7 separate regions of the Mus musculus genome follow, and regions 1, 2, 3, 4, 5 and 7 are each linked to region 6. The links are chromatin contacts, called in public ChIA-PET and promoter capture Hi-C maps. All regions are on one chromosome and are shown on one strand. Each heading gives the region's core, a stretch centred on a gene start, on an enhancer-like site or on the middle of the called end of the contact. The rest is flanking DNA. Distances are from core to core; before and after follow the strand shown. Region 1 overlaps Vcl (vinculin). Region 2 holds the start of Kcnk5 (potassium channel, subfamily K, member 5). Region 3 holds the start of Plau (plasminogen activator, urokinase). Region 4 has its middle 3.9 kb from the start of Gm30212. Region 5 holds the start of Saysd1 (SAYSVFN motif domain containing 1). Region 6 holds the start of 1810062O18Rik (RIKEN cDNA 1810062O18 gene). Region 7 has its middle 18 kb from the start of Gm30108.

Evidence for each region. Promoter capture Hi-C pulls out the DNA fragments that hold promoters and counts their contacts. ChIA-PET counts read pairs in DNA pulled down with a chosen protein or histone mark.
Region 1: a contact with region 6 is called in an RNA polymerase II ChIA-PET map of memory CD8 T cells, with 27 read pairs. The contact joins the enhancer-like site here to the promoter of 1810062O18Rik in region 6. A contact is called at or near these places in 4 of 39 promoter capture datasets (hippocampal neurons, liver and pre-B cells), 2 of 115 datasets of contacts at active chromatin or transcription factors (embryonic stem cells and memory CD8 T cells) and 1 of 9 other capture datasets (liver).
Region 2: an RNA polymerase II ChIA-PET map of memory CD8 T cells shows a contact between it and region 6, with 36 read pairs. The contact joins the promoter of Kcnk5 here to the promoter of 1810062O18Rik in region 6. A contact is called at or near these places in 1 of 39 promoter capture datasets (pre-B cells) and 2 of 115 datasets of contacts at active chromatin or transcription factors (effector CD8 T cells and memory CD8 T cells).
Region 3: a contact with region 6 is called in a promoter capture Hi-C map of liver, with 2.6 times the contacts expected there. The contact joins the promoter of Plau here to the promoter of 1810062O18Rik in region 6. A contact is called at or near these places in 6 of 39 promoter capture datasets (embryonic stem cells, hippocampal neurons, liver and 2 more), 2 of 115 datasets of contacts at active chromatin or transcription factors (memory CD8 T cells and microglia) and 1 of 9 other capture datasets (pancreatic islet).
Region 4: an RNA polymerase II ChIA-PET map of memory CD8 T cells shows a contact between it and region 6, with 27 read pairs. The contact joins the enhancer-like site here to the promoter of 1810062O18Rik in region 6. A contact is called at or near these places in 2 of 39 promoter capture datasets (liver and stem cell-derived epiblast-like cells), 2 of 115 datasets of contacts at active chromatin or transcription factors (effector CD8 T cells and memory CD8 T cells) and 1 of 9 other capture datasets (adipose tissue).
Region 5: a contact with region 6 is called in an RNA polymerase II ChIA-PET map of memory CD8 T cells, with 19 read pairs. The contact joins the promoter of Saysd1 here to the promoter of 1810062O18Rik in region 6. A contact is called at or near these places in 2 of 39 promoter capture datasets (liver and pre-B cells) and 1 of 115 datasets of contacts at active chromatin or transcription factors (memory CD8 T cells).
Region 7: an RNA polymerase II ChIA-PET map of memory CD8 T cells shows a contact between it and region 6, with 15 read pairs. The contact joins the enhancer-like site here to the promoter of 1810062O18Rik in region 6. A contact is called at or near these places in 3 of 39 promoter capture datasets (liver, pre-B cells and stem cell-derived epiblast-like cells) and 2 of 115 datasets of contacts at active chromatin or transcription factors (bone marrow-derived macrophages and memory CD8 T cells).

The regions. Positions count from the first base shown.
Region 1 is chr14:21,029,446-21,033,676 of GRCm38.p6, reverse strand. It overlaps Vcl (vinculin), which reads right to left. Exons shown (of 21, transcript NM_009502.5): 20 at 3,791-3,895; 21 at 1-2,090. The coding sequence ends at 1,944. It also overlaps a transcript of Ap3m1 not described here. Among named protein-coding and RNA genes, the nearest start is that of Ap3m1, 21 kb to the left of the region's middle. Within about 2 kb of position 1,291, at least 204 of the 459 cell types and tissues checked have an H3K27ac peak or open chromatin away from gene starts, as enhancers often do. A contact at or near this core is called in embryonic stem cells and memory CD8 T cells, where this site is marked.
Region 2 is chr14:20,179,758-20,183,786 of GRCm38.p6, reverse strand. It overlaps Kcnk5 (potassium channel, subfamily K, member 5), which reads left to right and starts at 2,005. Exons shown (of 5, transcript NM_021542.4): 1 at 2,005-2,520. The coding sequence starts at 2,335.
Region 3 is chr14:20,834,792-20,838,559 of GRCm38.p6, reverse strand. It overlaps Plau (plasminogen activator, urokinase), which reads right to left and starts at 1,898. Exons shown (of 11, transcript NM_008873.3): 1 at 1,826-1,898; 2 at 1,425-1,511; 3 at 920-950; 4 at 675-782; 5 at 1-47. The coding sequence starts at 1,481.
Region 4 is chr14:20,882,621-20,886,512 of GRCm38.p6, reverse strand. No RefSeq gene overlaps it. Among named protein-coding and RNA genes, the nearest start is that of Gm30212, 3.9 kb to the left of the region's middle. Within about 2 kb of position 1,637, at least 21 of the 459 cell types and tissues checked have an H3K27ac peak or open chromatin away from gene starts, as enhancers often do. A contact at or near this core is called in memory CD8 T cells, where this site is marked.
Region 5 is chr14:20,080,461-20,084,520 of GRCm38.p6, reverse strand. It overlaps Saysd1 (SAYSVFN motif domain containing 1), which reads left to right and starts at 1,349. Exons shown (of 2, transcript NM_026209.1): 1 at 1,349-1,643. The coding sequence starts at 1,434.
Region 6 is chr14:20,544,849-20,548,548 of GRCm38.p6, reverse strand. It overlaps 1810062O18Rik (RIKEN cDNA 1810062O18 gene), which reads right to left and starts at 2,256. Exons shown (of 6, transcript NR_033571.1): 1 at 2,205-2,256. Ppp3cb (protein phosphatase 3, catalytic subunit, beta isoform) reads left to right here and starts at 1,976. Exons shown (of 14, transcript NM_008914.3): 1 at 1,976-2,193. The coding sequence starts at 2,109.
Region 7 is chr14:20,810,111-20,814,381 of GRCm38.p6, reverse strand. No RefSeq gene overlaps it. Among named protein-coding and RNA genes, the nearest start is that of Gm30108, 18 kb to the right of the region's middle. Within about 2 kb of position 2,906, at least 41 of the 459 cell types and tissues checked have an H3K27ac peak or open chromatin away from gene starts, as enhancers often do. A contact at or near this core is called in bone marrow-derived macrophages and memory CD8 T cells, where this site is marked.

The DNA.
Region 1 (4,231 bases), core at 42-2,541, 490 kb before region 6:
TTATTCATATAAATGTACTTTATTGTTTTAAACAGAACAAAAGAAGAGGCAGAAACATTTACATATAAGTCCTAGCTTATAAACATAGTTTTTAGTGGTGGCATCTCTAACACGTCATTCAGGGACTGTTTCCTTTTGCCTCCTTGTACTGTAAGCACTGACACTAGAAAGCACATCTGGTGGACATGTGTCTCCAGAACTGAAGGAACTTGGAGAATAAACATGATTCTTCTTAGTTCCTCTAAGAAATCTTTAGTAAGACAAAAAATGATCTTTGGCATAGATTCATACTTTAAAGGCATTGATATGCATTTATATCAGGTAAGCAACTATACAGATCTGCTGAGAGCTTTGAAAAGAATCTTTTATCAGCAAAAAGAAATAGGGGGAGCCTGAGTATTCAGGGTCAACTTAAGATTTACAAGTTCAGTGTTGGGATTGGACATACTAGATGTGGGAAGAACATCCAGGAAGAAGGCCTCACTCCTGTATTCGTCTGGTTCCTGATTTCTGAAAGAAGCATTTGTATACTGGGAAATGCTTATACAGCCAGGATAAATGCAAAAAAAAAGGAAAGTCACTTTTACACTAACTTTGCCCAATAGGAAACATGCCTTTCTGATAAATAGATACCATACTCATTATTCTTGAATACTTCGTATTTATGGAAGGATGAAAAATGCTTGGTTGTAGTTGATTAAAAGCAACTGGGAACTATAATAGTTCCTACTGATTTTTCCCTAGAAGCACCAGAAGTATAATCTGCAAATGCTAGTCTCCCAGACAAGATTGCCTTTCCATTCAAGTCTCTTAAGGAGCAAGCCCTAATTCTTAAGTCTCAATTTTGAATGAACCTTTCAAAGTTACAAGCAAAGTCAAGTGTGGTGGTAGGAGCTAACAGGCTGACACAGGTAGATCACTTGAATCCATAAGTTCAAGACTAGCCTGGACAACATAAAGAGACCCAGTCTCAAAATTTAAAAAAAAGAAAAAAGTGGGGGATGGAGGGATTACAGACAAACACATACCTATGTATCTTTAAAGTCTTGTTTAAAGAAGCATACAGAAGAAGACTGCCAAAGCCTAGGATGATTTGGTTAAAAGTAAATGCAGCACTTCAGCTCAGAAATTAAAGAAAATAAGGGCGAAGAATGAATGCCAAGGCCTCAGCACAGACATCTACTGGCAGTGACAAAGCATAGAAAATCTGGGAGTGGCCCCACTGGGAGGATGGGCAGGATAACACCCCAGTGACTCTGTTCCTCTAGTGACAGAGCACCAGTGTGTTTACAGGATGGTTACCTTGGCAACCAAACAAGGCAGGATGTGAGACAGGAAGTTTCCATAACACATACTAGTTAGTGGCATGGTAAAAACAGAAATAATGATTTCCTCACAACAGTGAAAGTTGGTTTCCCATTGTGAGGAACTAGGGTTACACTGGGAGAAAGCAGGAAATGAATCCAGGCCGCACAAGCTAGAACTCTCCAGAGACCACTTTTTCCTGCAGCAATGATGCACAGCCCAGAGAAGGTAGGCAGGGTCAGCAGCAGGGGGGGAAACCCAAAATAACTTTGGAAGCACAGTTATTTAGACTTGCCTCAGCTCTAGGTCTTGAGAGCCTATAGTGGGGAAAGGGAGTTGGTGAACCGTAAACACAGAAATGACCCCCGGGGCAGAGCAGGGCTTCCGGCTAGTGTTCACGCTTATTCTGAGCTGCTGTAAAATCCATGGGAGAGAGTGCGCATAGTAACTGAAAGTACAGGGTTTATAGAGAGACACATTTCAAAGTGCCCATGACAAGAGTATAAATGTTCCTTTCTGGTGTGTGAAGCCAGGGATTGATGTTTCCATTCCTGACAACTCTGAATGGCTTCTGGAACTCAAGATGGTTCTCTTCTCTTTAGCAGAGGTGTATGTACCAGCCAGATTTGACGAGGTGCCTACTGGTACCAGGGAGTCTTTCTGACCCAGCGCAGAGTAAAGCCAGCATCTGTTCGGATTTTGATTGAAGCAGCTTCAGCCTCTCGCACAGTCTCCTTCACAGACTGCATGAGGTTCTGGGCATTATGAACCAGCATCTCTGTGGCCTGCAATAGGAGAGCCCTGTTACTATAGCCCCTAACGCAGCACTCGCTGCCAGGAGTGGGCTGCAGTTAAGCCCTATACCCGATCCCCCTGCTCCACCAGTAGTTTAACTACATAAACAGCAATGTTTATACAATTTGGCTTGTATATCAATGACTGCACTGTGTCTTTGTATGGCTGACAGCATGCACTGGTTTTGAAAGGTGGTGTTCTTTTAGGACTCCTGCTATGTCCTCTACCTGTAACACTTTTCTTCCAAGTATGCCAGACTCCCCCTCCAGTGTCCAAGCATTCTTTACTTGAAGATATTTTTCTTCATAAAATCCATCATAAATTTATGCTATATATTATACCTAGATTGCTTGGGGGTGGGAGTTTTTTTCTTAGTTGGCATTTGCTTTTGGTGTTTGGGGGAGGGGGTAGTTTAGTTTAATTTATCTGTCTGTATTCTTTAAGCTCCATAGGGCAGAGATTTTTGTTAGTTTTTTCACTGCTCTCCACTATTTAGTACAGGATGCATTTCAAAAGCAATGAATGAAAATAATCAAGCTAATCGACCCTTAAAAATGGTACATTATTTTTCAAAACACCAAACTAGAAGATGGGGATCTAGTTGGCTGTCTACTCACACCCAGACAACTCAAGTATTTTTTTAAGATGTATTTATTATGTATACAGTGTTCTGCCTGCATGTATGCCTACAGGCTAGAAGAGGTCATCAGATCTCATTACAGATGGTTGTGAGCCATCATGTGGTTGCTGGGAATTGCACTCAGGACCTATGGAAGAACAGCCAGTGCTCTTACCCGCTGAGCCATCTCTACAGCCCAACTACTTCATTCTTTAAGACAGCAAACTAGCTGTAAGTCATAGATCTTTTGAGGATTTAAGGAAGACCATAGAGTTTCCCTAAGCGGGGAAATGTATCCCATGAGTGAAATGTATGCATAAAATACAGAGGGCTCTGGGAGAAGTACCTACAGTCTAAATTCCAAACATTGGTCCGCTTCCTTCTTAGGAAAGGTCTCAGGCCCGGAAAGGCTTATATCCTTGCCAGGCAAACTCATACAACAAAGTCAGGGTCCAGCTCAAGACTTTTCACTTATATCCTCAGTTTGTTCCAGTCTACACAGGCTTTTTTTTTTAATTTCATTAAACACATAGTCCCAACATACATGATGTGATTAATTAGCTTGATGTGATTTAGCATTAATCCTAGTCCTGCCTTTCATTTCCCAACTTCTCCTATCTTTAGGAACAAGACACCCTACCAAGGAAAGCAATCCAGGACCCAATTCTGCTTACAATATATGGAAGGTAGGGATTTTGATGAAGCTCCCATGGTAATGAAGATGAGAGCTACTGGACTGAAGTAATGGCAGTGTCAGCAGCAGGAAGCATATCCTCCCTGTTTCGAGGGTACCCGTAGCCTCTGTAGCGCTCAGAGCGGCTGGTCTACCTAGTGGGGATTGACTATCTCTCTCATTTTAACTTTTAAAATAATGATGGGTCCTCTGTACGCAGTGCTACCAAGATGTGCTCTCTACCATACAATCAGGCGTGTGACTCAGTAAGGCCCACCCAAGGGGAGGTAAGGCAAGAGAGGGTTGCTGAATTCTCAATTTAGAGGTAAGTTTGTCCTAAAGCTGAAATTAAGCAGCAAAGAAGCTTGAGACAGAGACTCCAGAGCAGCAGCACATACCTGCTCAGACTCCTCATCACTGATGTTGGTCCGGCCCAGCATAGTGGCCTTCACTGTGGATAGGATTTTGAGCTGGGTGCTTATAGTTGGGATTCGCTCGCATACCTAAAGAGAAAGTTTCATTTGACGTTTGTTGGCTCTCTTGCCCACAAGTTCATAGCCAACTCCATTTCCAGTTGATAACATGCAGAAAGTACTCAATAAAAGAGCAGCACAAATGCAGTAGTTCTAATCCCTACCATCAGTCCTGACCATATGGTTGAAATTCTACTGGGTTAAGAAATAAAACTTTGTATCCCCACACTGCCCTTAATGCTGTTGCTTTCCCTTCTTGAGTGCCTCTTCCTAGTAACCCACTTCCCTCTACTGTTTCCCTCACAGTCATCATCCGAGCTTCCCACGTAGGTGCTGTCTCTCTTGTTCCCTCCCTCCCCACTCGTT
Region 2 (4,029 bases), core at 756-3,255, 360 kb after region 6:
GATCGCCTAACCGCTGCTTTCCACATGTTGATTGAAGTGTTCACACCCCATGCAGCCCCCGACCTTATAACTAGGGGGGTGAGCTCCAGCCATGAAAAGGTCTGGGCATGCTTGGGACAGAAGTCTGGTGGCCCCCACAGCCAGTTGAAGGCTGTGAGATTGGGGTTCAGACCACATCGGGAATATTGGAGAGAGAAGGTGTTACAGAAAGGTAGAGAAAAATCTGTTTAGGGCAGGCAACGAGGCCTGCTGCTGTGTAGTGGAAAAGCATCATCCTGCGGCCTGGCCCAGGGCAAGCCTTGTATGGAAGTACCCTGAGGAAGGAAGCAGGCACTGGGACACAAAGTTAGAAAGCCTGAATTTTCATATATACATATATTATGTGTGTGTGTGTGTGCTCACAGAGCTCAGAAGAGGCATTGGATACTCTGGAACTGGAGTTACAGGGAAAATGAGACTCTGTCCTCTGTAATAGCTGTCAGTCTCTCTCTGTTTTTTTTTTTTTTTTTTTTTTTGGTTTTTCGAGACAGGGCTGTCAGTCTCTTAACTGACAAGCCATCTCTCCTGCCCTAGAAACCTGAGTTTTCTCGGTTTCCTGCTCAGACTTCTCCCTCAGGGCATGTTCACAATCTTCAAACAAGAGCTACAAACAATTGAAGGCCAGAGGTGGTGGCCATGTCTTTAATTCCAGCACTTGGGAAGTGTAGGGAGTGGATCTTTGTGAGTTCAAAGTCAGCTTGGTTTACATAGCGAGGTCCAGGATAACCAGAGCTACACAGGGAGACCCTATCTAAATGATTGACTGATCAGCAGTGTGGAGCCATCCTTAGCTCTGCAGATGCAGCAAGATTTCAAGAGCCACAGACAACCTTCTTGCAACTCTCGGCCTGTGACGATTAATCACCCACAGAAGGAAAAGGCCCTGGGGAGGGGGTAGTGCCAGGGACTCTGGCCTCTGTTGCATCTGCTGCCACAGAGGTCAGGGGCAGGCTGTGGCTCTGGCACACAAGTCAGCACCCCTGACTTGAGACAGTGGAGGCTGCCCAAATGGCTCTGCCTAGCTTCCATTTCTTTCCTGGAAAGTAGATCTAACGACAAACCCCCGATTACGATACAAAAACATGTCGTCTGCCCAGGGTTTATAAATGCTCAGAGAAGCAAGCAGAGTGAGGAGTAACTCAGACGAGTTTTGACAGATGTATTCACATCTTCTGCCTATTATCAAGTATTTGTTTATTTTTGAGAGAAGGTTTTACTGTGTAGCCTGGCTGGCCTAGAACTCCCTATGTAGACAAAGTTGGTATACCTCTCTAGTTGGGACTAAATGTGCACACTACCACCACACCTGGTCTGAGTGTTTATCGCTATTAACAGGCCTGTGGATAAATGCATCACCGAGTGGAAAGCATTTCTAGTCTCTCCAGTAGATATTCCAGCTGGGGTGGGTAAGGGGGAAGTGGTGTTGTAATTTTAAGCAGGCTTGGGAGTAAGGAAGAGGTCCTTGTAATGTGGGTGTGGCTGTCTGTCGCCTCTCTCAGAAGTGTCGCGAACACAGATGACCTGGGATGGGTTCTTCACCCATTTGTGGTTGGGATTAATTCCCAGTAATCCTAATTCAGATCCAATCTCCTTACTCGGGTCAGATAAGTAAGTGTGTGAGCCCCAGGAATAATTGGGGAAACATCTGGATGTGATAGTAACACTGGCAATGTATTTCTGACCTCAGCAGTAAGGTGCATGACCGTTTTAGCGAATTATATCGATTTCTAATACGCAACTGGAGTCCCGCAGACCGCAAATCCCGCGACTGTGTGGCTCCTGGAAGTCTGGTGGGGCCATGAAGCCTTGGCCTGGAGCTTGGAGAACCCGGTGTTTGGTGTAATGACTTCAGGCGCGCTGGGCGGGGCCAGGGGCGGGTTCCGAATGGACTCCACCCCTTTCAGGGTCTGGCGCGAGCGGGCGGGCTGAGAGCTGCTTAAAGAGCCCTGCGGAGGCGCGCTGGGCGTACTGTCGCGCGCGCAGAGGCGGCACACGTGTCTGCTGGTGTGGGTCCTGAGTTTCACCCTACCCTTCAGGATCGAGAGATTGGGGTGGCCCCAACCCCCTTTTGATGTGCGCTCACCCTGGCCTGTGAGAACGTGATCCACGCAGTTCCCCGCGTTCAGGGAGCCAACTTGGCCAAGCAACTGTCCCGGGAGCGGCGCGCGGGGGTACCGGGCACTGCGCATGCGGAGCTCCAAATTCAAACAGCTGTGTCCAGGGCTGCAGGACGAGTGAACCCGGAGCTGCTGGAATTAGGGGACTCTTTCTCCAGGAGGTGGCCATTCCAGAGTCATGGTGGACCGGGGTCCTTTACTCACCTCGGCCATCATATTCTACCTGGCCATCGGGGCAGCGATCTTCGAAGTGCTGGAGGAGCCACACTGGAAGGAGGCCAAGAAAAACTACTATACACAGAAACTGCATCTACTCAAGGAGTTTCCGTGCCTGAGTCAGGAGGGACTGGACAAGATCCTACAGGTGAGCCGTCGGTCGCCAGAATCCTCCACATGCATCTGAAGCTGTTGGGACTATAGCGGTATTGAAGGGGATACTCCCTCCTACAGTTTAAGACGACCCCCCACCCCCCAGTCCCAACCAGAAGTCCCTGGGTGGCGGGAGAAAATGCCTCATCAGGTGTCAGGTCGCAAAGATCTGTGTCTTTCGTCTAGGGACAGGGAGATTCCCCCACGCGCGCAGACTTGGTCAGTACCTAGTAAGTTCCGAGAGAACTTGGGGTTGACTCCAGGATGAACTGGGCCCCGCGGTGGCTTAGTGTGGGTGTGCGGGTGCCTCCCTCTTTGGAGGGAGGCTGTGGGGCGGATAAAGGAGTTTATCTTTCCTTGGAGACGCTCCCGGAGTCCGGGAGCAGAGCCGGGTGCCACCCCTCGCGTCACCACCTCCCGCTCCAGGGCCGTTGCCGCGCCCGCTCGACCTTTCTAAACTTGAATACAGCAGAGGGCCCCCAGACCTGGTGTGAGCAAAAACACACCCGCCAGTTGCTGCACTTTGAGTGGGGCAGGGAGCTCGGACATATCCTAAGTGCCTCGGAGGAAGGTCTGTGGCTGGAATGTTCGGGACGGTCCCAGGCTTCCATGAAGTCTTAGCAAGCTGAGCCATCCCTCAAGGACTCGGAATTAAGCTTTGTCAAAACAGCAGGTTGCACAAACGAACACCCAAATTCAGGTAGTGCCCTTTTAGGGAGCGAGGATAGTGTGGGTGAGGGGATGTTTCCCTGATGTTAGCTTGTGGAGTCACTTATCTGAGAATGCACACACCCAGTAGACCATTGACCTCACCATGGTAAACTTGGCTGACCATCTCAACTGGAACCTTGAGCCAACTTAGGGTCAGAGGTTCTTCTCTGTTTCTTGAGGGCTCAGCCCCAAGCATCCATCCATCCTGTTCCTGGCCTTCTAACAATAATGGTAGGATTAAACTGGAGCAGGGGTAGACTGTTCAAATCATTATAGATCTGATCGACATCAGCCCCCACTTCTTTCCACTTGTCTCATGCCTCTCACTTTCCAGCCTCATTTACCTGTTTTGTCAAATGGGAACAAACCTGTCTTCATCCTTGTCCTGCCCTGAACTATTGTACCATTGACAACTGAGAAAACCTAAACACATCCTATTGGTACTACCTCCTAATTTCAGATGGACATTCACAGAAACATTTTAGGTGCCCGAGAGATCATGGGCTCATCAGAGAGTTGCCCTCAGCAGGTTTACACCACTAGGTGTGTTGTTGCTTTTGAGTAGACCTGTCCCCTATGTTTAGGGGCTGGGCGTGGAAGGTTACGTGATAGTGATGCTAGTGGTGAGTTTCAAAAGACAGCTGTTCTTCCAGGGGGTTCTGGAAAGATCCACATACCCGTCTGCTGCATCTGGGTGTGCTGAGGAGGAAGAAGGTGGTCAGTTTGTGATAGCCCTGACAGGATCTCTGGAGGAGAGTTTTGTGTGTGTGTGTGTGTGTGTGTGTGTGTGTGT
Region 3 (3,768 bases), core at 649-3,148, 290 kb before region 6:
TCCTCGGTAAGAGTCACCATTTCCATGATAGCAGGTTTTTGATGCATCTAGAAATGATTTGAGGAGTGCAGAGTATTAGAAAAGGGAGGCGGTTTGGACAGGCATTTCAGAGGTGACACGGTTTCAGACCTGTCAGGTGATATGAGGGAGATTCACCCTTTTTTTTCACACTTGTATAGCCACTACTTCATGAGTGTGTGTGTGTGTGTGTGTGTGTGTGTGTGTGTGTGTGTGTGACTCCCAACTTCTGCTGCCTGTTTTGTTTGTTTGTTTGCTTATTTTATGTGTATGAGTGTTTTTCCTCCATGTATATCTGTACACCATGTATGTCACTTGGGCTGGAAGAGGTCAGAAGAGGGCATCAGATTCTCTGGGACTGGGGGTACAGATGGCTGTAACCCACCTCTATGGGTGCTGAAACTCAAACTATAGGATGTCTAGAAGAGCAGCCAGTGTTCTTAATCACTAAGCTGTCTCTCTAGCTGCGCCTCGCCCGCCTTTTGAGACAAGGACTTACTATGGAGGCCAGGCTTCAGTCTCCTCCTAAGTGCTGGGGTAACAGACCCACACCTCCAAGGCCAGCTTCTGCCTGCTTCTGCATCCCACCCATCTGTCCCTGTTCTAAGATCTCTGGTCCTCCCCCACTCCCACATTCCAAGTCCAAATCCCCATACCTATCTCACAGTGCTCCCCCTGGAATTTCCTTGGGCAGCTGCATCGGCGAATTCTGGAGAAGTACTTGTAGGACACGCATACACCTCCGTTCTGACAGCCACAGTTTGCTAGCAAATGCAAAGGAGGGGTAAGCAAGGATCAAGTGGGGAGCCAGCCTTTCAGCAGGGACAGGGAGGGTATGTCTCCTAAGGTTTTTCAAGGGTCTCTGTGCAGCCAACTATTGTGCAAGGAAGCAGATACTCACATTCATCAGGAGCTCCAAGTACACTGCCACCCTGCAAGAGATGAAGGTGACATGCTCTAGGGAATTCATGTTCAGGATAAACAGGTCCCCACCTCAAAATCCCTTCCAGTGATATTCATTCACTCATAATATTCTCTCTCTCTCTCTCTCTCTCTCTCTCTCTCTCTCTCTCTCTCTCTCTTTCTCCCACCCCACCCCTGTCTGTCTCTCCCCTTTCTGTTTATTACTAGCCAGCACCCAGACATGGACTGACTCAAGCAAACTTCACACAAACCAGGTGCCCTTGGGCTAAGGCACTCCCCGTGGCTTCTTCCTCCCTTGCCAGATAGTGCAAACCTCTTTGGGTGCACAAGCCCTCCGCTGATACATTGTCCTATTTCCTGGGAAAGCCTGGACCTGCCTTTGATGCCTAAGTTCCCCGTGCAGCCCCCATTTTTCCCCTGATGCTGCTTAAGGGATCCTGCAAGCCCCTTCCTGATGGTGCTAAAGCAGCGAGACCACTCACTTCAGAGTTTTTCACCACCAAGGCGCAGAGGAACAGGCTCGCCAGCCAGACTTTCATGGTAGTGCCGCTGGGCTCTAGACAGCAGTTCTGCAAAGGAAGGAGAAGTCAGGACAAGAAGCGGAGCAGCTTGAAGGTGGCAGAGTTACTACAGACCAAGGGAAGCCACTCCAGGTGTCCTGCGGGGCAAGCCATCAGTGACCAACCTCCCCAAGCCGGGCAGTCTCTCCCCTCTGCGGGCTCTGAATCCGCACAACACCATGGAACCTCTCTGTAGAGGGGCGCGAAGGGCTGGAGTGGTGACCTTGCCCACAGTTCCGCCAGCCAAGGTAGTGGGAAGGGAGGCATGCGGGAGCCCTGGCTGCCTCATCCCGCTAGGCTTGCTTCAGACCAACAGCACTCACCGGTGACTGCAGCGGAAGGGCGCTGGCAGACACGCAAGGACTGGATGGATGACAGACAGAGCTCTGGGGCTACAGGCTCTGCTCGGCGCTGCTCGCCCTTTATTAGGGCCCGCCAGAGCCCTGGCCCCGCCCAGGTTTGCTGGAGGGCGGCTCTCTCTCTCTCTCTCTCTCTCTCTCTCTCTCTCTCTCTCTCTCTCTCTCTCTCTCTCTCTCTCTCTCTCTCCTTTTCCTTTTCCTGCATCCCACCGCAACTGGACCGCGCTTGCTTCCCAACTTTGACGAAGTCACGGAATTTCCAGCTGAGCAAACTTAACGCAGTCTGTCTGGATCGAGCGATGATCCGGCGGCTTGAACATTCTTCCTTTCTTTCATTCACCTAGTGCGGCCCCAGTGTAGCGTGGTGAGGGCGCTCCAGCCATTGGCTCGCTGATCTCAAGCCTCTTCCTTAGTGGTTTAATCAGTTCTTCTCCAACCTGTCCCCCTACCTGCCTACGACACTGATTCAGATGTCTGATAGAGGGGTATAAGTCGCAGTTCCTTTACAACAAAAAATACCTACTAACAAAGGCTCCCACATGTCAAATGCTGAGTTCTCCAAATGCCACTAATGCAAGCAGTGAATCAGAAGACAAGAGTGAAGTTTGTCGTCAGGGAGTGTAATACTGTCATCAGAAGGTGAAAGGCAAGGTCAGATTTTATTCAGATTTGCTGTTTGGTTTAAGGTCAATCTTTGAAAGACAATTTTAAAATTTATGGCAAGGGCCAGACTTAATGGTGCACGTCTTTTATCTAAACACTAGGGAGGAAGAGGCAGGTGGATCTCTGCGAGTTCAAGCCCAGACTAATTTACATAGTGAAATCCTCAAAAATAATTATGATTTTTAAAAAAGCAGTAATGGTTACTATGTTAGGATTGTGGGAGCAAAGTCTTGGCACAGCAGCTGCTATGGAAGTGTCAATGGGTCTTTTGAAAAATGCCTATAATGAACAATCCATTTATTTGTCTGGAAAAGAATACAACCAATACAGAGGATCATAGATCAGGACTGAGTGCATACCTCACTGGTATTGTGGTTGCACACAGACACAAATAAGCAATCAAGGGGGGGTGTCTTTTTTTTAAAGATTTATTTATTTTATGTATGCGAGTGCACAGTCCTCTCTTCAGACACACCAGAAAAGAGTACCAGATCCCATTGTAGGTGGTCATGAGCCACCATGTGGCTGCTGGGAATTGAACTCAGGACCTCTGGAAGAGCAGTCAGTGATGTGAACAGTAACATGAACAGTACATTGTAACAGGATAGAAAAAAAAAGCAAGGAATACTCAAACCTCGTTAGTGTGGGCTATCAACATGCAACAACAGTGGGGGTGTCTGCTCTTCCCTTGTAGTAGAGAGGCTGTGGGTCTGAAGGAAAAGATAAAAGGAATGTTTATTTTTCACTGAATACTATTTCACACTGTTTTAAAAACTTTAAACACGTCCTCGTATCAGCCATTCTAAAAAAATAATTACACATTTTATTTTTGGGTGTGAGCCTAGCCATCTCTTCTGTTGCCAATTCCACACTGTAAATGCACTTGTGTTCAGCATTTTACATCATCACGTTAAGACGAAAACAATTATTTATCTAATAATTTATCTAATAAAATAGGCTTATATAAAGACAGGTCATGTATAAATGAGCCCTGAACATCTTGAAGACAAAGCACCCTCCCTCATGCACACACTTGCACACATGCACACATGCACACATGCACACACCCCTCAGGCAAAGTAGGGAGTGCTCAGAAAAGATTCCAAGGGTCAGTCACTGCAACATGTGCCTCAGAGCCAAGGACCAGTGGTCATTTTGATGCTCCTTCCACAGAAGAGGTGCCTGAGCCCGCACCATTCATTAGTGCCCCAGCTTTGCTTTATTTCCATAAGCCTGAGCCTACA
Region 4 (3,892 bases), core at 388-2,887, 340 kb before region 6:
TTAACTGCAAACGTGGTAACCAGCAGGGGGTCCCAGTGAGCCCAGAGGCCCTGCTGTTCAGAGAACAGTCTCCCACATGTGATGAGAACTGGGGTCCTTTGTTTCAGAATTACTATCTTGAGACTTCCTTTTCAAAAGTAGGGGTGTGTTCCACAGACCGAGTGACTCCCAGATACAGAGGTAAAGGGGTGCACTGCCACAAATGCTTTGGTAGAACCAGATGCGATGATCTCACCAGTAAGCCAGCGCAGGAGAGGCTCCGGGAGAAGATCAAACATTTGAAGCCAGCCTGAGCTCCATAGCAAGACCCCATCTTGAAATAAAACCAAAAAGCTTTGATGGAGGGTGGGGTAGAGTATGTCCTGGAAGAAGAGAAGCCAGAGACAAACTTTGCCTGCCTTGTAGTTTAGCCGAGTCTCCTGAACACCGAGGGTGGGTTATTTCTTTGTTTATACATTTATTTTGCAAGAGTCTCACTGTATAGCCCTCACTGGCCTCGAACTCACTATGCAAATCAGGCTGGCCTCAAACTCATTATCTGGCAGGATAATGATCTGAATGCCTCTGCCTCTCAAGTGCTAGGATTAAAGGCTTGTACCACCATGCCCATGTTGGACTATTGGGCTTCGTAAGAACTTGAGTTAACGGGACAATTCTGTTTATCCTGAGTCTTGAGCTTGTCTCTGCTCCTCATTTGGAAACTGAACATACCCCAGGAGAGCAGATCTGCCTCTTTTAAGGGAAGAGAATCACAGAAGAGTAAACTCAGGGTGGCGTGTGACTCAGGAACTAGTTGTGATGAGAAGCCAGTGGTACACACCCTCCTCACATGGCAGCTCTGCCTGCTGCCTTCCTCAAGAGGAACAAGAAGTGGATGCTCTATGTCTGAGGGGTTTTTTGCTTTGGTTTTTTTTTTTTTGTTTTGTTTTGTTTTGTTTTTTTGTTTTTTTCTTCCAATAGCTGCAGATACTGATGGCCTATTTTTGATCTGTTCCTGTCACTGTCTCCTCCGTGGAGGGGACAGTTGGCCCCACAGGTTGACCGCTGAGCTTGAGCCTCAGGCTGGCAGGGAGGCTGCAGCTCAAAACACCGGGGCACCCAGGGGAAACATTATCCTGCCAGAGCCGAACAAGGAACTGAGTGTTTAGAATAACTTCAAGAAAGTCGTGGGCGTTTCCTCTGTCAGGGAAACAAGAAACCACAGTGAGATAATGGATAGCTATATTCAGGTCACAGATTATCAGCTGCCACTGCTGCTTCCTGTTCAGAATTCGATGAAACTTTCTAGTCACTGAGCCTTGTGGGTACTGTGAGGGTGAGTGCTATAGGGCTTCAGAGTTCTGCCTGGGGCTCTGGCTTAGCCCAGAGGTGGGAACTGGGTCTTTTTGGGGGCTGGGTGGGGGGTGGACAAAGCTTCACATGTCAGTCCTTATTTGTTTGCTGTCTGTTTTGTTTTGTTTCTGAGGCATGGTCTTATGTAGGCTAAGCTGGATTCAGACTCTATGCACCAAGGATGGCCTTGAACTTCTGCTCCTTGTATATCTACCTCTTGAGTGCTGGAATTGCCTGTGTGCACCACCACAGCCAGTGTGTGCTGTGCTAGGGATAGAACTGACGACTTCCTACAAGTTAACCAAACCTCCTACCAGCTGAGCCACACCCCAAGCCCTGGGATCCAGTTCTTAAAAGAGAAGATGGTGGATAAGGGACCAAGAGCAAGGGTTATTTTTTTTTTTTTTTACTACGTTTACAGTATTTGTCAGGCTCTTGAGCTACGAGATTTCCGTGCATTCGCCTGGTTGATTCCAAAAACCACCTATGAGAAAGTAATGTCCATACGTGACAGTGCCACACCTGGGAACCAGACCGGGACTTTTCTATTTTCTCCCTCCTCTGTCCCCCCTTTTCTTCCTTCCTCTCCTCTTTCTTTCCTTCTTCCCTCTTCTTCTTCAACTTCTCTCTCTTTCTCTTTCTAATTTACATACATTTCTATCATTCCTTGGAGTTCTGTCATTCATACCTCTTTCCAGAAAATAGTTGCTGCTGCTCTGACTCCCAGACACACTAATTTTTAATATTTGTTTGTTTGTTTATTGGTTTTAGGAGACAGGATTTCTCACATAGTTCTGGCTGTCCTGGAACTCACCAAGTAAAGCAGTAGGGGTTCAAACTCAAAGATCCAGTGCCCCCCCCTCCTGAGTGGGATTAAAGGTGTGTGCCGCCACCACCACCTGGCAATAACCAAAGGTTTTGGCTTCTGTCCTCCAGTGTTGGTTTTTACTCATTCCTGAACTTCAGACCAGTATTCTTGTATCCAGCTTGATTTTCTTCACAAAGTCTATCTGAGATGTATATATAGTGTATGTACCACCATGTTGCTCCAATTTTACTACCAAGTAGCATTCCATTTTGTGAATTTACACTTCAGTTTATTTATCTAGTGGATTTGGATCCCCTGCCCCAGTTTTAGGTTATTTTGAATAACACTGCCATGAACAGTCTCCTTAGTTGGGGATATTTAACATTTTATTAAACACTGTAGTGTCAGAGATATGGGGGCCATCCCATACTCCCAGAAACCCTAGACCAGTGTTCTAGTTCTTTCACACTCTTGACAACACACAAAATTATTGTTCTGTTCATCTCAGCCGTTACAGTGAGTGCAAGAATTGGGTCTTTCTGATTCCAAAGCCTATGCAGCATTATAAAATCCTGGGGTGGAGCTCCTGCTGTATGTGTGGCTCTCTGTGGTGGAGGGGAATGAGAGAACAGAGAGATGCACTCCTGGCAGAAGGAATGGAAAGGGACTGCTTAAGACAGCTGGGTGCCAAGAAGCCAGCCTCCTCTATCATTTCTTGATTGGGTGCAACATGCCATTTTCTAGGAACAGCACTGCTGGAGAAAGCTCTCTTGTGGCTTCTGGTACAAAGGCATGCCAAGTGTGTGGCCAGTATGGTTAGAGCCTACTGTAGAGTCAGCCCTGTTCTTCCCTAAGAGCTTGAAGTGGTTCAGGCCAGAACATCAAAGGACCATCAAGGATGGGCCAGCCCCAAGAGGCACTGTGGTGCAAAGAGTAAAAACCTGACTGTCCTCCACTCTGGCCTTCTCTGTAAGTCTTACTATTGAGTGGAGGCAAAGACACCTGCCTGTATTCAATGCCACATAGGTCTCTTCAGGCTCAGTTCTGTTTCTAGGTGCCTACTCCCTCAGTAGACCCTCTCCCCATGCTCCATGTTCACCATGCTGACCTATTCGGTATTAACGACATCTCATGCTATAATAAGTGTCCCCATGGAAAGTACGTGCCCCATCGATGCCCTTTTTGTCAGTTGATCTGGTAGACTCCTCATCCCTCAAAACTCAGCTCAGGAAATATGTTTGTTGTGAAACCTTTTCTAGTCACTCAGTTGTTCTGCTGAAAGATGGATGAACCTATACATTGTATTATACACCTCCTGACTCTACACTGCTTTCTCACCAGACTGTGAATTTACAGAGGATGTGTCAGGTGCATAGCAGGTTCTCAGTAAACATCTATTGACTGGGTGAGTAAATTTATGATTGAATGAATAAAGGAAGGAATCTTAAATGAAAATTAGACATGGAAACACTAAAAACATAAAAATTAAAACACTATCATCCCTCAAGGTAAAATATATATGCAGGTATATATTCTATGAGTTAGCCAAGTAGTATTTTACTTTCCTTTTTTGTTTGTTTGCTTGTTTATTTCTTGAAACAATGTTTCATTATGTGGCCTTTAACGCACAGCTGTGCTCCTGCTCCTGTCTGAGTGCTGGTAGTAGATATGTCTTTTATATGTTACCATTCATATGTAAGTCAAGGGGAAGGAGTACAGCTGTTCAGTGGTAGTGGATTTCATAAAGGACAT
Region 5 (4,060 bases), core at 100-2,599, 460 kb after region 6:
CATACAGACCACACACACACACACACACACATTACACAAAAGAACAAACCAAAAAAAAAAAAAAAACCCAAAACCCAAAACAAAAAACCCAAAACAACAAAAAAATCTTTCCAATTAGAATGTAGAAAGCAAAGGTCTTTATTTCATTTGTGATCCCTGCCTCCTGCTCTCAATCCTTAATGTTTGGTGCCGAACTCAACACATAGCCCTAGACAAACATTTGTTAAATGAATATTTTCTAGCTTTTTGACTCGAACTCAGTAGTATCCAACAAGTATTTGAGACTCAATTCTGCAAGTGCTACTTAGCTAAATCCTTGGTACTTAGCTTGGAGCTTTAAAAATCTGTAAAACTGTAAGATCTAAAATTTTAATTTTTGGGTAAATACTAATTGCAAGAAAGGATAAGAACACCCAGAGTTCTAGAAATGTTCTTTACTGGATGGTAGTTACACACTATAGTTACGATTTATAGATTTTATATATTTTTAGTATGTTTTGGTCATATGCATTCTCCTCCTCTAACTCCTCCAACATTGACCCCTCTCGCACCTTGTCCTCTTTTTCACTTTTTAAGAAGTCCACAAATTCCCATTCATGGGTATGGAGCAATCCACCAGGATCTACCAGGGCTTACATGAAACTGACTCTCTACCCCGCCCGAAATCATCACCCATAAGTAGCTCCCCAGTTAGGAGTGGGGGCTTGCGAAGGTTGGGTCGTTTGGTTTTGTGCAGGCAAACACGCTGCTGGGAGTTCAAGAGTGGCCCTGTGATGGCCATAAGACAGTTTCAGTCTGGCTTCCTCCTATCCTTAGCTTTTAAAGTCTTTTGACAACCCCCCCCCCCAGGTTTGTGTATTTAAGTTTTTCCTCAGTAAGTTCGTTTGTTTTACATTTCTTGTCTAGTCAATGCATCTTTCTAGTGTAGCAAGCAAACTAAATGCTAAGAAAATGGAGGTGTGAACACCTTCAGCGAGACTGATAGACTGCAGTAAGAGTTAGAAGGTAGGACGCATCCTGCCTTTCTGACACGGGAAACTTCCCAGAGATCACAGGTCTCCTCCCGCGTCCCGAGACGCTTTTTCTGCGGTGCTGACCACTGGCTTCCCCGCATGCGTTCTTCCCTGAACCTGAGGTGAGGAGCAAACACGTCAGAACTGAGTTCTGCGGCCCGGGCAAGAGCCGGAACATCTGACGGTTCTCATACTTTAAACGCAACCTTTTAGCCGGAGGAGATGGGACACTCAGTTCACTCTCCTCTCGAGAACCGAGGACCGCTCCAGGTACAGGAGGGTCACCAGACGTCACAAAGCCTTGGAAAATTCCGACCCGGGCTCATGCAACGCGCAGGCGCAACAGAGGGCCACGTGCGCAGGCGCACGGCGGCCGAGGACAGGCCTGGACACACACCGGCGAGCGGGCGGCTGCGCACCATGGAACAGCGGTTAGCCGAGTTCCGGGAGGCCCGCAAACGGGCCAGTCTGGTAGCCCAGCCTTCCACGTCCAGTCAGAGCGTACAGACCTCGGGAGCGAAGGCGGAGCCAGCGGCGGCGACCCCAAAGACAGCCACGGGCTGGCTGACACGCTTCCTGAAACGGAAAGCCAACCCCGCCATCGCTCAGGCTCAGCCCAACCAGCCTCAGGTGAGGAGAGAGGCCTGCACCTTGAAGCTCCGCCTCCGCGCGGGGGCCACGCCCCTGCCTGCCCAAGCCACACCCAGGATATCTGGCTCTTCCTTGTCCTGTGCGCTCTCTCCTCGCCTGCCTCGTGGCTGGACACCGCATTTCCGCTCTGTGTATCAGCACATGATACGTGGCCTTGACGTTTTCCATCCCAGACAATCCTATGCAGCAACTAGTTGAAAACAAAGCGAAGCTCTAGGGAGCTTGAAGAAACATCTCTGCTCTCCAGTTGTTCACTGCGAGTTAATGACAGAGATTCGTGGCTTTGAGAAACTGATAAGTTATTTCTCCACTGGTGAAGTAAGCCAATTCAAGCCAGATTAGTATATATATAGGTTTATCGGGAAGCTGCTTTTGTGCCGATGAGTTCACTGGCCCTAGGAAGGAGGCCAGGGAAGTCGCCATGAGAAGGGAGACAGAGGGGAGGGAGAAGAGAAAGAGAGAAGGAAAAGGAAGAAGAGGAAGAGAGAAAACCAACCAAACAAAAAAAAGTCTGGGTTATATAGTAAAGAGCCTGTGGGCTGGAAAGTTCAGGGTTGGGGGTAGGGTATGCTAGGTAGGGACTGAGAGATGCTTGGAGAACCTGGAGGCCAGGTCTGCTTGGTGTGTAAAATATACACCTCAGCACCTTGTCCTGGGGTCTGAAACCACTGAGCTGCATCCACTGCTAGTGAGGGGGTAAAGGCCTTACTGGTTATGGCTCAGAGGTGGCAGTAATTAAGGCTGCACTTTATTCACACCTTGGGTAGAGGAAGCCAGTGTCTCGGGTAGCTTGTACTTTAGAAATGGGATTTGGACCAGGAAACAAAAAGAGGTTTGAGACTATGGCCATACTGTTCTGAATGCAGCTTGATTTCTGAAGCTAAGCAAGGTCTGGCCTGTGCAAAACGGGGTTTGACTATGGAAGTGTGGCCACTGTAACTGCCTAGAGTGATGTGCATGGGCTTATAGGCCCCTCTTGGACTAGAGAAGGGTATTCAAGTTCAACTGTGAGTGATCTAGGTAGAAATAATTTGGACAAGTATGATAGCCCATTCGAATCTCATTGTGGCTTCATATAGTTCCACACAGGAGTATCCTGGCAAAGGTACTTGCCTGTGAGGTTGGAATCCCTGGGTGGAAATATGAAACACTCCAAGGAGGAAATTTGTGTCCTGGTTTGGTTTTTGTTATTTTGATAAACACCATAACCAAAGCCATGTGGGGAGGAAGGGGCTTATTTTAGCTTACAGGCCATGGACTTGCCTACTGGCACTCTCATTTCTCAATTGAGATTCCCTCTTCCCAGAAGACTCTAGTTTGGGTCAAATTGACAAGAAATGAACCAGCACACTACGCTTTTCAGCAGTCACAGGGCCTTAGTTTCTTGTAACCATAACAAGAGCCAAATACATACATAGGGCTGGGTCTGTAAGAAGTCAAATGAGGAAAACAGAGAATAGACCCAGTCTGACCTCTACACAAAGCAGACTTTTATTGCTCTGAGAGGCTGGCACACCCAAACCCTGCTGATCAGTACCTGAGGGTACAGGAGAACGTGCCATGTAGGATCAGGGACTGGGAGAGCATGGCTTTGCCAGACCCAGAAACTGCTTTTCTGGGTAAACTGCTTTTTGAAATAAGTGTGGGGGATGAATCTGTTTGTTTAACCTCTGGGCAGCAGGTGAAAGATAAGTCAGTTTGCCTTTTTTGGTTTACCTCCAGAGTTCCAGTACATGTTAATGGGGGTGGACTGCTTTCTGGAGAATATGGGTGGCAGGCATTTTGGAGTCTTTGCCCTGTTTTATGGCCTTGTCTAGGGGTGGGGATTTCCTTAGTAAGGAAGGACTGTAATCCTAGCTCCTTAGGAGGCTATGGCAGGGGATTGTGAATTCAAGGCTCGACTTTGACCCTGTTTCAAAATTTAAAAGAAAGTTTTAAGAGCTGGAGTCGTAGATCAGGGCCAGAGTTGTTCTTTTGCATGTATGATGTACTGGGTTTGATCTCCAGCACCGCCAAAAAGGTAATGGGAACATGAACAAACAAGTGCAGGGGTATAAATCAGTGGCAAAGGACTTGACTAACATGTTCACTTCCCTAGGTTCCATCCTCAGGACTGCCTCCCAATAAGATGGCTGAGTAGTGGTGCATGCCTGTAATCATAGCACTTAGGAGTCTGAGGGAGGCAGGTTGTGAACTTGAAGCTGGACTGCTACATAAGGAAGAAACCATGTTGAAAACAAAGACCCCACTCTACCCCCAAATCACGTTATACCAGAATGGCTAATCTTGCTCACATTAAAATCATTTAAGTTGATCTATTACATGAGGGGGTCCCTGCTCCCTGCAGGTTTCAAGGAACCACAAAGAGGTGAGAATGAAAACTTGATTCAGATTGA
Region 6 (3,700 bases), core at 1,007-3,506:
TTAACTATCCCTCCCCTGCCTGGGACACTCAGTGCATTACATTCTCCATTCCTCCCCTTGTCTTCTGGGCATTCAAACCACCTTGACAAACTCACTCCCAGTACAGTACCAGCCTTGGTGCCTTTCCTCTCTGCATTCCAGGTGTGTGATGTGACTCCAATCCTTTGCTCTTCCTATTGCCTTGCTCCCTTTCCTTTCCCCTTAAGAGTCAGAATATCTCTGTGATAATGAGAGCTATCTTCACCCATGACACACTCCCAACAGTCTCTTTCCTTTGAAAAGTATTTTGTAGTGGCTGGAGAGATGATTCAATGGTTAAGAGAACAAGCTGTTCATGTATTGGACCCAGGTTCAGTTTTCAGTACCACATAGTGGTTCACAATATTTGGTAGCTCTAGTTCCAGGGAATATAATCTACTCTTCTGCCCTCTATGGAGACTGAACACATGTGGTGCACAGACATTCATGCAGGTAAAACACATAAACACACAAAAGAAAATAATTTGGAAGGTTCCCTTTGCAAAGAATGTCTATTGGGTTTTCCCTCCTTATTTATTCCAGATCTTGATCTTACTGATGAACACAAAGAAACAACAGATGCTGAGAACGTTGCCCTCCTAATCACTGAGGACAGATTCTGAGAACTTGTGTTACTGAGTAATAAGATACAGAGGGCTTTCTTGTTTCATCCTATTTGGATGCTATAACATAGAGACATGGGCCTTAGTAGATATGTTGGCCCCTGAACCATTCAACACTGCTCGTGTCATACACACAATTCTATCTTTTTGGAAGAAGTGTAATGACTGTGCATATGTATGAGGAGGACACATGAAGGCTAGAGTAAGCTGTACTAGTCAGTTCTCTTTTAATACCTTGTGTGCCCTGTGGTTCCATTACTGGGTTTGGTGGCCTATGCCTTCAGCATCTGAGCATCTTATTAATAACTGTTAAGGACCACCTGTACTTGTTTCTTGACCTCTTGGATGCTGGTCAACTTGGATCTGTTTCTGCAAGTTGCCCAAATTCAAATTCCGAGTATGTACAAAGATAAGGAACTAATTTCCTATTTTCTACCTACTTAGTCTCTGCTTTCCATTTTTTTCTATTTCATTTCTTTATTTACAAGTTTTAGTAGATGTCAGACTAGAAGGAGTCTAATTCCTTCTTTCCATTGTCTCCTTCGGCCATGGGGATTAGTCCTAAGGAACTTAAATCACAGTCCTTGGCTGCAAGCACCTTTATCCATTGAACCATCTCTCTGCCTTCAAATTTATTTGCTCAGTGAATTACGAGAGAGGCAATGGCTTTCCAGGGGAATCTTACAGGTTCTCAGGACACCTCTTGGTGTCATTCCCTACTTCCCTTGATCCATTTTGGTTCTTAAATCGTGGTGCTTAGACTTTTCCAGCTGAATTTATGTGCCTTTGGACTTTTCCAAACTCTCAAAGCAAGAGTTCGAATTCTATGCAACTCTCTAGGGCCCCGTTTTGTTGAGACAGTCTCACTTTGTTGCCCTGAGTGGTTAGACCTAGCTAGACTTGAACTTACAGAGTTCTGCCTTCCCCTGCCTCCTGAGGTCTGGTATTAAAGGGAAAATTTCATTTTAAATGATAATGCCACTCTATAGATTCCCTGATGCTTCTTTCATTTTTCTCTCTGGCCATAGTATTATCACTTAGATTTTGTAGATAAATTGTCATATATTTGTCTAGGCCTGGGAAATTCTGAGATCAAATTACACCTCTTCATTTTCCTGGGCTCCAAAGCGGCCAAAAAACCGTCCTTTTTTCCCCTTGCATTTTATCAACAGCCCCTCAGTTTAATCTGCAACCTCTCTTTACTGGTTTGTCTTTCTGCATGTACGGAATTTTCACCTGATCCCTTGGACTGTTTCCGTTTCTGTAGTAGCCTCGGTAATTTTGCTCAAGTCCCTGGAGCTTGTCCCGCCCCCGCCCCTGCACGCGCGATGCATGACGGTCTTAGCCCCTCTGAAGGGAAAGAGGGTCCGCCATGTTCCCCGGCGGCGCCGCCGCTTGGCTCTGGTAGCCGCCGCCCCCGCCCCCAACCCCGCCCGTCCCGGCACCTAGCCGAGCCCCGGGCCCAGCATGGCCGCCCCGGAGCCGGCCCGGGCCGCGCCGCCCCCGCCCCCGCCCCCACCGCCCCCTCTCGGGGCCGACCGCGTCGTCAAAGGTGAGAGGTACCCGAAGCCTGGGGGCCTGGCGTGAGGCGCGGTGTGAGGGCGGGCGGGAGTCCGTCCCCTCAGGAGCGGGCCTGGCGGGGCGGGCGAGTGACTGGCTGCCTCCCTTGGGGAGTGGCCCCTGGGCGGGTCCCCGCTGGGCCGGGCCGAGGCGTAGGCTGCTCCTCGGTCTCCCGCTCGCCCTGCAGGCCCGGGCGGGCGTCGTGCGCGGGCTGTCGCTAACGCGGGCTCAGGGCCGTCCGCCGCAGTGAGCCCCTTTCTTTCCTGCTTTGCCTGTGGTCGGCGCGGCGCCCGCGTTAAGAGCTTCCGGCTCCTCGACAGCTGCACTCCCGGCTTGCCCGGGCGCACCGAGGGGCCCCGGAACCCCTTAGCCGCACGCCGTTGGACTCGCCCGCGTTCTGGCCCACGCCTGCTCCCGGGTGACAACGCCTAGCTAGCGCCAGCCGCAGGGGGTTTGCGCTCGGCCCTCAGATGCCACCCCGCGCGGAAATCGGGAAAACCGTATGGGACTGGACCAGGATGAAGGATCCCGGGGTGACCTAGGAACCCAGACGTAGCTGCGGGGCAGGGGAAAAAGCCATCTTACAAAGAGGAGGCAAAAAAGTCCCATGTATAGGAAGTGGTACACTTAACAGAAAGGGTTTTACAAGCCGCCTCTAAACACACGACTTACTCTTTAGAAGGAAAAGTGAAATTCTTCTGAGCCAGGGAGGACGTGTGTGTACAGATAAACAGATTTATTTAAATTAAATTGAGAGGCAGTTGAAAGTTCCTTAAAAGTCCAGGCTCTCAGAGAGAGCCCATCTACCACACTAATACTATGGATTAAGAATATTAAGAACTGAAATTATTTTTCTTTATTTTGCAGTCAATAAGCAGAAATCGTAAAATGAAGATTTCGTCATTTAGATTATGCTCATTTTTAAAGTTATTTTAATTTTCAAATTCAGTGTCTCAAGTATAGACTGGCACAGTGTTTAAATACTGCTAGCTTTGCTTTGAATTGTGACCATGGTTTGCCATTAAAATATTTTAAAACAAACCCTTTTCTCGTGTGTGTGTGTGTGTGTGTATGTATGTATGTATGTATGTGTGCTGGTTTTTCGAGATAGGGCTTTTTTGCGTAGTCTTAGCCAGGAACTTGGAAAGTAGGCTGGTCTGGAACTCAGAGATATGCCTGCCTCTGCTTCTTAAGAGCCCAATCAAAGGTGTACGCCACCACTGCCCACCTGTGTTTTTTCTGTTTTCAATCTGCACTTTAGGTTCTTAAAGCATGACATATGTGGTTGGGTTAAGCATTAGAATGAACTAAATAGGACTGGAGTAAGAGCGGGTAAGAGCACTGACTGCTCTTCCAGAAGTCTGAGTTCAGTTCCTAGCAGCCACATGGTAGCTCACAACCATCTGTCATGGGATCTGATGCCTCTTCTGGTGTGTCTGGAGACAGTGACAGTGTACTCATATACATTAAATAAATTTTAAAAAAAGAATGAATAGGTT
Region 7 (4,271 bases), core at 1,657-4,156, 270 kb before region 6:
CAACTGTAAGGCATTTTCTCAATTAGTGATCAAGAGGGGAAAGGCCCCTTGTGGGTGGGACCATCTCTGGGCTAGTAATCTTGGTTCTATAAGAGAGCAGGCTGAGCAAGCCAGGGGAAGCAAGCAAGCCAGTAAAGAACATCCCTCCATGGCCTCTGCATCAGCTCCTGCTTCCTGACCTGCTTGAGTTCCAGTCCTGACTTCCTTGGTGATGAACAGCAGTATGGAGGTGTAAGACGAATAAACCCTTTCCTCCCCCCACCCAAAAAAGCAGATCTTTAACCCCAGCACAGAGAAAGAGTGTGAGACCAGCATATTCATCAACCGGTCTAGCTGGAGCTCCTGGTTCAGTGAGAGACCTGCCTCAAAGCCTACAGTGGAGAGCAGAAAAGGAAGACCTCTAAGTAGAACTCTGGCCTCCATATGCACCCCACACATGTGCACCCCAACATGCTTGTGCACACACCTATCTATGCAGTCACATAAACATCTGCACAACACATACACATATGTGAAAGGAAAATACGTGTTAGTGAAGACAGTGAGACACTGGAATCCTGTGCATTGTTGGTGGGATGGAAAGTGGTGTAGTCACTATGGAAAACAGCTTTATGGACCCTCAGAAAGCTAACCCTAGAATTACCATGTGATAGAATGTACTCACCCAAAAGAGCTGAAATCAGGGGCTCAGACAGACATGCTCACAACATTATAATTCCCAGTAGCCAAAAAGCAGAAGCAATCAAGATGTCTAAGGACAGGCGGCTAGGCAAAATGCAACATATGCATGCATGGAATATCATGTCAGCTGATATAGGAAATTTGTACATATACTACAATATAGACGGCTTTTGAAGGCATTATCTTAAGTGAAATAAACCAGACCCATGATGCTGTTCATTATGAGATACCTTGAGTAAACAAATGTGTAGTCAGTGGATGGTGCCGCACAGGGGTGGGGTGGGGAGAGGATTGATATTTATGAGTGCAGACCTTCTATTTTCTATGATGAAAATGTTCTAGAGCTACAGAATGGGGTGATTGCTTGCATTTAATGCTAATGAAGTGTGCATTGACTTTCATATACTTATTTATTTACTTCGTGTGTGAGTGGCACTTTTATAGCACAGTATGCACTCACAATATCAAACATAGATGGCCAGGCTTGGCAACAAAGGCATTAACCACTGAGCCATCTCACTGTGTACCTTTAAAATAGTTTAAAGGGGGCCAGTGAAATGGCTCAGCAGGTAGAGGCACTTGCTACCATGCCTGAGTATAATGCCCGGGACCCACAGGCTAGAAAGAGAGAGCTGACTCCCAAAAGTTATTCTCTGACCTCCACACATGCAGTGCCATGTTGCCCCATAGCCCTCAAAGGATTATATTTTAAAATGGGATAACATTTTTAAAATGGTTTAAAGGTTAATAAAGTAGTTTCAGATGATCTCATAGAGCACTCCAGGCTGGCCTCTAATTCACCATACCTCCTGGCTCAGTCTCCTAAGTGTTGAGCCACACCATCTGGAGAAAAAGAAACTTTTTGTTGTTTTTATGTCCTACTACAGTATAAACAAACAAACAAGATTCAAGTTACATATTATTCTACCATCAAAAAAGCCACAAATAAATAAAAGTCCACAACAGGAGAATCCACTGGGCTCTGAGAATGAGATGTAAGGATTCGGGACACGAGAAACCATCAGCAAAGACACAGAAACATAACTTAGGATGAAGACCAAGAAACCTGTCCCGAATACAAAGGGATAAAGTATGAGGTCAGGTATAAAAGACAAAGAAGTTGACCCAAATGAAGGTCTGTAAAGAGATAAGGCTGAGGGGCTGGCAAGATGGTAAGGGTACCAAGTATAATGACCTGAGTTTGATCCCCTGGCCCCACAGGGTGGAAGGAGAGAACTGACTATTGCAATGGGTCCTCTGACCTCCAAATAGAGGGTGTGTGTGTGCTTCTTGGTGGCAGAGTGCTTGCCTCATGAGTTTGAGCCCCTAAGTTCAGATGGAAGCATGGCAAAATGAAATAAAATAACTTTAATTTTCAGACTTTTTCTTGGGCATCCATACTGCTAAGTTCTTCTTGTGTTACTAAATCGCACACAGTGCTGGGAGTTTGTAGCTCTGATTTATAGATAGGGAACCACACAGTGATAGAGGCCAGGGGGCGTGACCAAGGTTGCACAGCAAGAGAGAGGTGACTCAGAGGTTAAATCCAAGTGTTTCTGACAATTAGTTGATTGATTGGTTAATTTAGAGGCAGGATCTCAAGAATGCTAGGCTAGCCTGGAGCGTGCTGTGTGGTTGAGGCTGTTCTGACACTCTTCTTTCTTGTTTCTACCTTCAAAGTGCTGGGATTACAAACCGACACCCCGTTTACAAGATATTGGGATATTTGGTGTTGAGCAACTCTACTGAGCGAGTTACACTCCAGTTCTCTTGCTAACTTAAATGGCAATGTCGTTCTTGTCAACTTTTGCAAGGAAAGAGAATGAGGTGACAGGAAGCAGCTAGGGGTCTGGATCCTTTTCCAGCTATGTTCCCAGACAAGCATGGTGGCACACACCTGTATTTTCATCACTCAGGTAAGAAAGGCAGGTGGATTGCTTCAAGTTTGAGACAAATCTGGTAGCCTGGTTATATAGTGAAATCCTGTCTCAACTTCCGCCATCCTCACCCCTAATGTGTGAATATCAAACACACACACACACACACACACACTCTCTCTCTCTCTCTCTCTTTCTCTCTCTCTCTCTCTCTAACTCTCTCTCTCTCTCCAACCATGTTCCCACCATACTTTTAAGCCACAATGCCAAATTCTGGAGTATTGTGTTTGATCACCAAATTTAGGTCAAAAATGAGTCAAGCGTTGGTAGGACTGACTCACTGTGGTGTCTGCCGGCTTTAAAGGCAGACAGGAAGGCAACCGTGGGCTGACCACTGCGCAGTGGCTTAAGGTCCTACAAGTGTCCCATCACATGTCCTCTGAGTGCTAAGAATGGAAATTCTCGTGCCTGTGAAAGAAAATATCCATCTTAAGTCTCACCTGCAAGTCAGACTGCAAGCCCCGCCTCTTCTCCTTTCTCTACACTCTGCCGCATTTCCTTTTTATTTTTAAGACAGCGTCTTTGACCAGACTGGCCCCAAACTCTACACATAGCTGAGGTGGCTCTTTCATTTCTATCCTCCTGCCTCCATTTTCCAAGTGCTGGGTTGTAAGCACGTGTCACAGTACCCCATATCTGAGAAGATGGTGGCTGAACTATGGATTTCCTGATTGCTGAGCATGAACTCTGCCAACTGAGCTATGTCCTCAGCCTTATCACTTAACTTTTTTCACATATTTATTTACTTCAGTGTGTGTGTGTGTGTGTATGCATGTGCGTGAGAGTGTATGTGTGTGTGTGTGTGGGGGGGGAGAGACAGGATTTCACTATGTAACCAGGCTACCAAATTACTCTCAAACTTGCAGCAATCTCCCTGCCTTTGTTACCTGAGTGATGGAATTATAAGTGTGTGTGACCATGCTTGGCGGAGAACATAGCTGGATAAAGATCCAGACCCTTAGCTGCTTCCTGTCACCTCATTCTGTTTCCCTGCAAAAGTTGAAGAGAGCCAGGCAGTGGTGGTGCATGGCTTTAATCCCCGCACTCCAGAAACAAGGCAGAGGCGGAGGCAGAGGCAGAGGCAGAGGCAGGCAGATCTCTGTGAGTTGATCGCCAGCCTAGTCTACAGGGTGAGTTCAAGGACTCTGGAATTGAATAACATATTTTACAATAAGTTTTATTATCTCACATGTAGAATGGGGGTGATTATATAGTTTTAAGTGGTAAGTGAGATTACACATGGAAATGCTCTATAGCTGGACTAGGGATATACTTAGCAGAGAGCTCAGCAGGCATGCATGAATCACTCTGGTTCAATGGCATTCACAACATAAAAATAAACATGAGGATATAAGCCTGTAATCCCGGCACTTAGGAGGTAGGAGCAGGAGGATCAGAAGTTTGGGGGCATCCTTGGCTACACTGTAAGTGAGTTTGAGGCCAGCCTGGAATATGTACATGTGCTCCTGTCTCTACACAAATGAAGGAAGGAAACAAACACAAATTAATCAAAGTTTTTAAGTTTGGAGTTCAAAGTAGCCATTGAGGCAGATTTTTCTTTTGGGTTAAGAGTTCTATTAGAAGAGTTATTGCAGCCACAGATAGACAGGCAGACAGTAACATGACAGGTTCTCTGAGGAGAGGCTAGACCCA